Linked DNA regions of Gossypium hirsutum: all the other regions are linked to region 1. The links are chromatin contacts, called in public Hi-C maps. All regions are on one chromosome and are shown on one strand. The core of a region is the stretch at or near the end of the contact, and the rest is flanking DNA. Distances in the headings are between cores, read along the strand shown.

The links. A called contact is a pair of places that touch in the nucleus more often than the background predicts.
Region 2: a contact with region 1 is called in a Hi-C map of leaf, with 2.1 times the contacts expected there. The contact joins the promoter of LOC107916222 here to the promoter of LOC107915086 in region 1. A contact is called at or near these places in 3 of 34 Hi-C or Micro-C datasets (all in leaf).
Region 3: a contact with region 1 is called in a Hi-C map of leaf, with 2.5 times the contacts expected there. The contact joins the promoter of LOC107916208 here to the promoter of LOC107915086 in region 1. A contact is called at or near these places in 3 of 34 Hi-C or Micro-C datasets (all in leaf).

What each region holds. Positions count from the first base shown.
Region 1 is chrD10:53,050,078-53,053,126 of Gossypium_hirsutum_v2.1, forward strand. It overlaps LOC107915086, which reads left to right and starts at 1,575. Exons shown (of 16, transcript XM_016844203.2): 1 at 1,575-1,900; 2 at 2,517-2,711; 3 at 2,824-2,898; 4 at 3,018-3,049. The coding sequence starts at 1,697.
Region 2 is chrD10:53,423,600-53,426,648 of Gossypium_hirsutum_v2.1, forward strand. LOC107916222 (ER membrane protein complex subunit 6) reads right to left here and starts at 1,519. Exons shown (of 5, transcript XM_016845379.2): 1 at 1,385-1,519; 2 at 729-856; 3 at 445-640; 4 at 292-311. The coding sequence starts at 844.
Region 3 is chrD10:52,780,295-52,783,343 of Gossypium_hirsutum_v2.1, forward strand. It overlaps LOC107916208 (phytochrome B), which reads left to right and starts at 1,487. Exons shown (of 4, transcript XM_016845363.2): 1 at 1,487-3,049. The coding sequence starts at 1,513.

The sequences.
Region 1 (3,049 bases), core at 325-2,824:
TTGATTAAAGTAGAACAAAAATAAACATAAAATTACAAAAATTGAATATTAACAATTTTAAGATTAAAACAAATTAATTTAACAATATATATAAAATAAAGAATCTGTAAGAAATTATTAATAATATTTTTAAATTATAATATATTAATATTATTAATAATAGTTTTAAACTATAATGTATTAATATTAATATTTATACCATGATGAATTTTTGTATTGTTTTAATAGTAAATACCTTTAAGATTAAATAACACTAATATAACTGATTCTAAATTAGTTAAATATTTTTAATTACATTAATTTTTAATTTAATAATGACTTTTTTGAAGAAATTAACATAAACTATGTTATAAAAGAATTAAAAAGTTAATATATATAATTGTGCATCACATAAGAATACAAATTAGTTCAAATATATAATGTTGAAATAAATTTCAAGAAGTGAAATAATTGTATACCTAATATAAATATCGCAAAAAAATAAATTTAATAATAAATGAGGGTTAAGAATATTATTTTGATTCTAAAAGTGCTTCTTCAAACAAAAAAGTACCTATGTCTTTTAAGGTTGTACCATTGCATATGACTTTAAGGTGTATTTGGTTGGATGAAAAAAATAAAGGGATGGAAAAAGAGAATGAAAAAATGGAAAGAAAATAAATTTGAAGTGTATTTAGTTGGAAAGAAAAGTGAGAAAATAAAATAGAAGGGATGATCATTTTCTATTCTAATGCATAAAAAATTAATCTTTCTAAATTGGAATGATCAGAGAAAAGAAAATGGGAGAAAAGTATATGTTTGTTCAAATTTTACATTTTTCGGTTGTTTTATTTGCTTTGCTTTCACTTTTCAACTCTACCAAGCAATTGAGAGAAAGAAAATTACTTTTTTTTCATCTTTTCTACCAAGTACATCTATGGAAAGAAAATTTATATTTTCCATCATTCTAGTTTTCCTCTCCATTTTTCTAAATTTCTTTCATTTGTACCAAGCAAATCTTAAGGGTGTGCTTGGTTAGGTGAAAAAGTGGAGTGATGTCGAGAGGGAGTGGAAAAGTGGAAAGAAAATAAATTTTAAGTATACTGGGTGGGAAAGAAAATAGGAGAAATAATAATTTTTTATTCTAATGCATAAAAAAAAATCTTCCAAATTGAAATGACGATTAGAGAGAAAGTGAGAGAGAAGTGTCTCTTAATTTAAATTGTGTATTTTTCAAATGTTTTATTTTATTTAATTTAATCTTTCAATTTTACTCGGTAATGAAAGAAAAAAAATCTTTTCCATCTTTTCTACCCGGCGCATATATAAAAAGAAAAATTACATATATTTTTTTATCTTTTTATTTTTCCATCCTTCAATTTTTCATCATTTTAATTTTCTTTTCACTCTATTTATTTTTCAAAATAACGGAAAAACACACCAAGTCTAACCCTTCGTAATTTGATGAAAGGAGAAGATGGGGTGGGCTGCTTCAAGTTGAAAATTGATTGCCCAAAATCAAAAGGCCCATTATAAAATGTTTTCATTCTACATCTCGTAATTTAACCACAAAAGCAGGGATCATTTTGGAAACTTTGTAAATTATTATTTCACAGTTCAGTCTAGGCGCAAGTCATCGCCGGTAATGGCTAAAAAGCTCATACAAAATTAATTGAGTAGCATTTTCACGCATTTCTCCTCTGTTTTTATCACTGAAATGGAATCGAGATCGAGGTTATCGTCTATGTTATCATATGCGATATTTCTCGTTACACTCAGTGGACTCGCAACTCTCTCCGATTCTACTCAACAAGCGTTCAAAAGAGACCCCGGCCTCCCTCACTGGCACCATAGCGCATTCCTCGAAGTTCGCGACAGCGTCCGATCCGATGTTCGCCGCACGCTCCACACGCGTGCTGAGGTAATCGATTCTCGCTCTGAAAATCTTGTTAAATCTGTGAAGAAATTAATGACGACTTTTTCCTCGCCAATTTTCATCGAGTTTTCTTTTTTGAAAGAAATTCATATTATTAATAATGTCGGGTTTTCATCGAGGTTTTTTCATTTTAATTATTACTTTAGAGCGTCGAATTTACGAAAATTATAGGACTCGAATTGACTGAATTTGAGCTACACAGTTGATCTCTCCTAAAATGTAATTCAAAATTCGAATTGCGTTCTGAAAATCTCTAGAACCTTGAAGAGTTAGTGGCTGCTAGCTTAGTTCTTCTCATCTCTGGTTATGATTGGAAAAGGTTCCCTTTCTAAAAATCTTGTTAAATCTCTAAAGAAACTTATATGGACATTTTTCTCGCCAATTTTCATTGACTTTTTGTTGTTTTAATGATTACTTTAAAGGAACTTACCAATATTATAGGTTTCGACTTGAGTGAATGAGCTACGCAGTTGATCTCTCCCAAAATGTGATTCAAAATTTAAATTGCGTTCCTGAAATCCCTAGAAACATGAAGAGGTTGTGGCTGTTAGCTTAGTTTTACTCATCTATGGTTATGATTAGAACAGGTTCTGTTGTGCAGGTTCCATTTCAGGTTCCGCTCGAGGTGAATGTGGTGCTAATTGGTCTCAATGGAGATGGTGGCTATCGGTACAATGTCGATTCACAGAAATTGGAGGAGTTTCTGAGAGTTAGCTTTCCCTCTCATAGGCCTTCCTGTCTCGAGACCGAGGAGCCCCTTGATATCGAACATCATGTTGTTTATAACACATTTCCTGTAAGTTTTTTCATTCCTTATTGCATCTTAATAATTACTACTGGTTTAAGCTTCAGCTAGATATCTAAACTGAGTTGTTAGTGTTGTTCTTCACTTATTTGTTCTACTATAGGCAGGACAGCCAGAATTGATTGCGCTTGAGAAGGCACTGAAGGGGGCCATGGTTCCTGCTGGTTCTGCAAGAGAGGTCTACTATATTGCTTCATATTTACTATTACTCTTGATAGTGGAAAGAATATTAACTATATGAATTCTTTTGTATATCAATTTCTTTTTTCTTTTTTCTTTTTTCATTTTACATATTAGCCTGATTTTGGGAGAGAGGTGCCCCTATTTGA
Region 2 (3,049 bases), core at 269-2,768, 370 kb after region 1:
TAAGCTACTTGGACAAATATGATCATTGTTGTACTAGGCTTGAGCAAGCCATCAATTGAACTGAGCTTGAGTAGGTTCGAGCAGCTAACAACCTACTCGACTTGAATTTGCATATATAACGAATTCAAACTGAGCTTCAGCTTCTATACTTGTATTCATTTGAGCTCGAATCTTGTTTTGCGCAACCAATTTTGAGTTGAGCTCAAGTTTTTTTTCCGATCGAGTTCAATTAAGCATGATTACAGAACGCAATGTTGTGTAGAAAGTTTCTAAATCTAAAGAAAAGGATACGTCCAGAATAGCACAAATGACTGCAAAAATAAAAGAAGAATATAAGCCAAGGAAAAAGATGAAAGGTTAGGCAAAGCAAAAGAACAAAATTTAGATTCATTGAAGATATGGGAATACGTAAAGCAAGTCAAAACATAAAAGAAAAGGCTTTACCATAAGCCCACCCAAGAATCCATCGAGTATAATCCGATTCCAGCAATCAAAATAAGAATGAAGGGAGAACTTTGCCTTTGCTATGAGTCCAATTGAAGTAATTGCCATGACAATGAAATACAATATAAAACCCATAAAGCCTGTCAACCCTAAAATCCCAGCAATAGCCCCTCCGATTATCGACAAAAACGTTCGGCTGCAAATGAAACCACAATGCTTATCTCAAGTATTGGCTTTCAACACACAACTTTTAGTATCTTCACTAAATGTGAGCATAGACATACCTGTAATATACAACTTTCATGTTATTCTGCAAATTCTCTGCTCTAAAAGTTGATACATCATTCATAACTTCCTTTGATTTCTTCTCAGATGAACTTGAATCACCCTGTCCTGCCATTACCTGTCAATTCTGCAATCCAAATCCCAAAAATAATTCAGAACGACAAATTTTGAAATGATTTAAATCCGTAAAAAATCAAAGCATCAAACACTAATCAAAATGATTTGGAGTCAAAATAATCAATCCCATCCATCCAATTGACAGGCTTAGTATAAAGAAAACGAAAAAGAAATACCATATCGGTGAATTACCCAGTGAAGCACAAGCGAAATAGTTGAGAAACAATTATAAAGTCCTTACTGCGCTAATCTAAAAGATCAATGCAGCATTACTGATATGAAAAACAGATTCCGAAACATTTATCGTATTACATGTTCCTTTGACTACGGCAGAGCGTCTCAAATTTTGGAACTTCGATCAAAAGGCAGCATAGATATACATTATCAAATTTCGAAAATTTCAAGTGGTTAATATGAAAGAATATAAGAATTTTACATCCATGATAATCGAAACGTAGGGGATAGTAATGGATCTAAGCATCAACAAACCATTCAAAAACAGATAAGAGAATACAAAAAAAGAAAAAAAAGAGTTTACCCAGATGATCGGAGAATACGAGACACCCTTTTTTTCCTGTATTCTTCTACTGAGAATTTACTTCGAGATAGCCCACTCGAAATTTTTATTTTATTTTGATCAAGTCTTAAATAATCCCGTCTTTCCATTAAATGCCATTACACTCCCTTTACTTTTTCAAAATTATAAAAAAAATCCACAGAAATAAAAATTAGCATTTTTTTTTGGTTTTATTTTTTATGAATTATTGTTTAATCTTAATTAAACTAATTTTACAAGAGATGTATTTGTATCATCTTTTAAACATCCACATCGTGCGTATTTATCATTTTTATTATTCAATCTTTATTGTTTTGGGTAAATTAGTCGAATATGCCAATTTCAAAAGATATTAACGAAAGTAGGCCAATTTTGGAGAGAGAAACATAAAACGCATCCCTATTGCCATCTTTGCTGAAAAAGGACTTTTCTTAACGGTCAAAAAATCAAACTACTACGGTGTCCACCCACGCTTGGTTTTGGGTTAATTATTTATTTATTGACTAAATTATAGAGTAAAAATTTAAAGGTTATAATTTGCTCAAAGTTCTTATACTCTTTTCTTATTTGGAATTTAATCCTTCTACTTTTCGAATTTAAAAATTTAGATCCATCTGATAACGCTATTAAAATTATTTTGTTAAATTTGTTGTTGTGGCATTTTGAAATGAAAAAAAATACTCATTTGGTATCCATGTAAAAAAAAATAACATTGCAACGGACTTGAATTTAATAAAAATATTAAAATTCTAGAATAAATATTTGAATATTAAAATATGCTTTGAAATTTAGTATTTTTATTTTTATTTTTAGAAATTTAGCTCCTTTTCCTTTTAAATTTAAAAAATTCAGATCTAATTGTTAATACTATTAAATATTTTAAAATTAAAAAAAATTAATTGCAATGTATTTAAAAAAATGATATTGTAATGTATTTTAATTTAACAAATAACTTTAATAGCATTAATAACTCTAAAAAGTTACATCAGGATAATAATCAAAATAAAATATTTGAGTTAATAAATGACATTGTGAAAAATTGAGTTGCCAAATTACATCAAAAAGTAGAAGTATAAAGATTAAATTTTAAATTGGAGTGTAACATAAGGATTAAAACTGAAATTTGACTATTATTTCATAATCTAAAATTTGAGTGTAGCATAAGGACTAAAATTGAAAATTTATCATTATCCTATAAAAAAAATAGAGGCTATACCACATGTCAAGCATGAGGAATGTCCTTTGAACCTTCTTTTTATGATTGAGTGTAACTCAAGGATGAAAATAAAAAAATTATCATTATTATATAATTTTAAATTTGAGAATTTAAAATTTTCCTATAAAATGTAAAAAAGAAAAAAGGTAAATAATTTTTATATTTACATTATATTAAATTTTCGTCTATTATTTATTTATTTTATACTTTACCCATATATAATGTGTATAGGATTAGTATAAGCAATATTTTTGTGAAAAACAAATTGTTTTACTTCCCTTCTCATAAAGACTATCAAATTCTGTAAAATAAATAAATGATAATTATAGGTAGTTACAAATATTAGGAAAGATGTTTAAATTAAGGTGTAACAAAAATAGGTTTGATAATTTATCATAATTTTATAAAAAATTTAAATTAAAAATAATTAT
Region 3 (3,049 bases), core at 237-2,736, 270 kb before region 1:
AGACATTCATTTAAGGAGATTTTAGATGAGAAAAGATTTGTGTGAGTTAGAAGAGAGGAGAATAAAAGATAAAAGGGAAGAAATAATGATAAAAGAAATAAATAAAAGGTATACTTTTTTGTAGAATTAGAATCAAATTGAAATAATTTGTAAATGTTAAGTGTTAATTTTCTTTAAAAGCACAATGTAATAGATATTATTATTATATTAATTTTTGAACTCTCACATTATTTTTCGATGCAAAATAAACAATAATTAACGAAATCTAATAATAATAAAACAAACACCATTAAATTATAATTTAAGTAACAGAAAACAAGCTTAATATGGTGACTTATTTTTCTTAAATTACACTTTATTATAAATGATTATTACTTTATTGACTTTACGGGGTATGAACACCAACCTTAAAACAAAGCCACCAATAACACAACACTAACTCCTATACTCCTATTCTCATTACTCTTTAAAGGTCAATGCACTAAAATAAATTTATTATTATTTATTTTTAAAAAAACTAAAAATATTGGTCAGAGCAAAACCATTCCTAAAGTCAAAATGTATTTTTTTAAAAGTTGTGGTTACTTTGTTTTATCTGAGATAAAAAGGATTAATTATACTCCATGTCTCTTAACTATGACTTTAAATATTTTAGGTCCCAATTGAGTAATTGTTCCAATCGGTTTTCATATTAACTATGAGACTGCAGCTGCATCCAAGAGCCTTGTTCCTTTCTACTAAAAAAAATTACATATTAGTAAAATTGCAATTTGACCCTGAAAAACTATTGGTCTAAAGATTTTATAATTCAATTTAGTGCTTCTATCAAAAGAAATCTAACTTCATTCTTACTAGATTTGATTTTTTTAAATGTACAGATTAATAAATATTTTTAAACAAGACGGATTTAATATGACATTTAATACCAAATATTTTTTTGATAGAATTTAATATCAAAGTTAACAATAGAATTGAGTGAAACCAATTACTCATAATTTGAAACATTTAGGTAATTAATCTGATAATAATAAATCTAAGGGTAAACTATAAGTTTAGTAATTTATATCTACTTAAAATTATGTTTTGATCATTAAAATTTAATCATTAACATTATCGATACAATATGATATGATCATTGAGCCATTAACTCTTGTTAACGGTGTGGTGGTGTGGCACATTAATACCATCATTTCAAACAAAAAAATTAGGTTGAATTCTATAGCTAGTCATTGTACTCTTTTTAGCAATTTGATACTTTCCTTTATTTTTTTGAACTTTCCCTTTTCTTTAACATGCTAGATCAACTTTCCATTACAGTATTAATGATAGCTAACAGCTACGTGACCATAACATAACTAATCAATAACATTAATGATAATATAGTATTTTTAAAAAAATTCAGTGACCAAAATATAATTTAAGTAAATATAAATGACTAAAATTGGAGTTTACCCTAAATCTAAAAAATACTGGCGACCGAATGCAATCCCACTGCAAAAACACAGATAGTAGATGACAGCAGCATCTTCTTGCCCACGTGGGTCTGTCACTACTTTGCCCCCAAAACCTATCCCTTACAATTTACACTACATTTACACTACGGACAGAATTTCCTCCCAAAAATATCATCATCCCCCCATCCCCAACAAACCACCACTTAACAAAGTCATGTCTTCAGGCAGCAGAGCAGTTCACTCCCATCAGCGACGCCAACAACAGCAGCAGCAGCAGCAAGCTCAGTCCTCAGGCACAAGTAACATGAGAGCATCCCATACCCACCACCAGGCTGACTCTATAAGCAAAGCCATTGCTCAGTACACAGTCGATGCTCGCCTCCACGCTGTTTTCGAGCAGTCGGGGGAATCGGGTAAGTCATTTGATTACTCCCAATCCGTTAAAACTACTACCCAGTCGGTTCCCGAGCAGCAAATCACTGCTTACTTGTCTAAAATCCAAAGAGGGGGCCACATCCAGCCATTTGGCTGCATGATTGCGGTTGACGAACCCAGTTTCCGTATCATCGCCTACAGCGAAAACGCACGCGAGATGCTTGGGATTACCCCTCAATCCGTTCCCAATTTGGAGAGGATCGAAGTTCTTGCAATTGGGACCGATGTTCGAACCCTTTTCACTCCTTCCAGCGCTGTTTTGTTGGAAAAAGCCTTCGCCGCCCGCGAGATCACGTTGCTGAATCCGGTTTGGATTCACTCTAAGAATTCGGGGAAGCCCTTTTACGCTATTTTACATAGGATTGATGTTGGAATTGTGATTGATTTAGAACCTGCTAGAACTGAGGATCCTGCCTTGTCTATTGCCGGGGCTGTCCAATCGCAGAAATTAGCTGTCCGTGCTATTTCTGAGTTACAGTCCCTCCCTGGAGGCGATATTAAGCTTTTGTGTGACACGGTTGTGGAAAGTGTGAGACAGCTTACTGGATATCATAGGGTAATGGTTTATAAATTTCATGAGGATGAGCATGGGGAGGTCGTGGCCGAGAGTAAAAGGCCTGACTTGGACCCTTACATAGGTTTACATTATCCGGCAACGGATATTCCCCAGGCTTCAAGGTTTTTGTTTAAGCAGAATAGAGTTAGGATGATAGTGGACTGTCATGCCACGCCAGTGCGTGTGGTTCAGGATGATGGGTTAATGCAACCTCTGTGTTTGGTTGGATCCACTCTTCGGGCCCCTCATGGTTGCCATGCTCAGTATATGGCTAACATGGGGTCAATTGCTTCTTTGGCGATGGCAGTTATTATCAATGGAAATGACGATGAAGCTACTGGGGGAAGAAATACAATGAGGCTTTGGGGTCTTGTTGTTTGTCATCATACTTCTGCACGTTGTATTCCATTTCCACTTCGATATGCTTGTGAGTTCCTAATGCAAGCATTTGCACTTCAACTGAATATGGAATTGCAATTGGCGGCTCAAATGTCGGAGAAACGTGTTTTGAGGACTCAAACTCTTTTGTGTGATATGCTTCTTCGTGACTCTCCATCTGGCATTGTCATGCAAAGTCCCAGCATTATGGATCTTGTGAAATGTG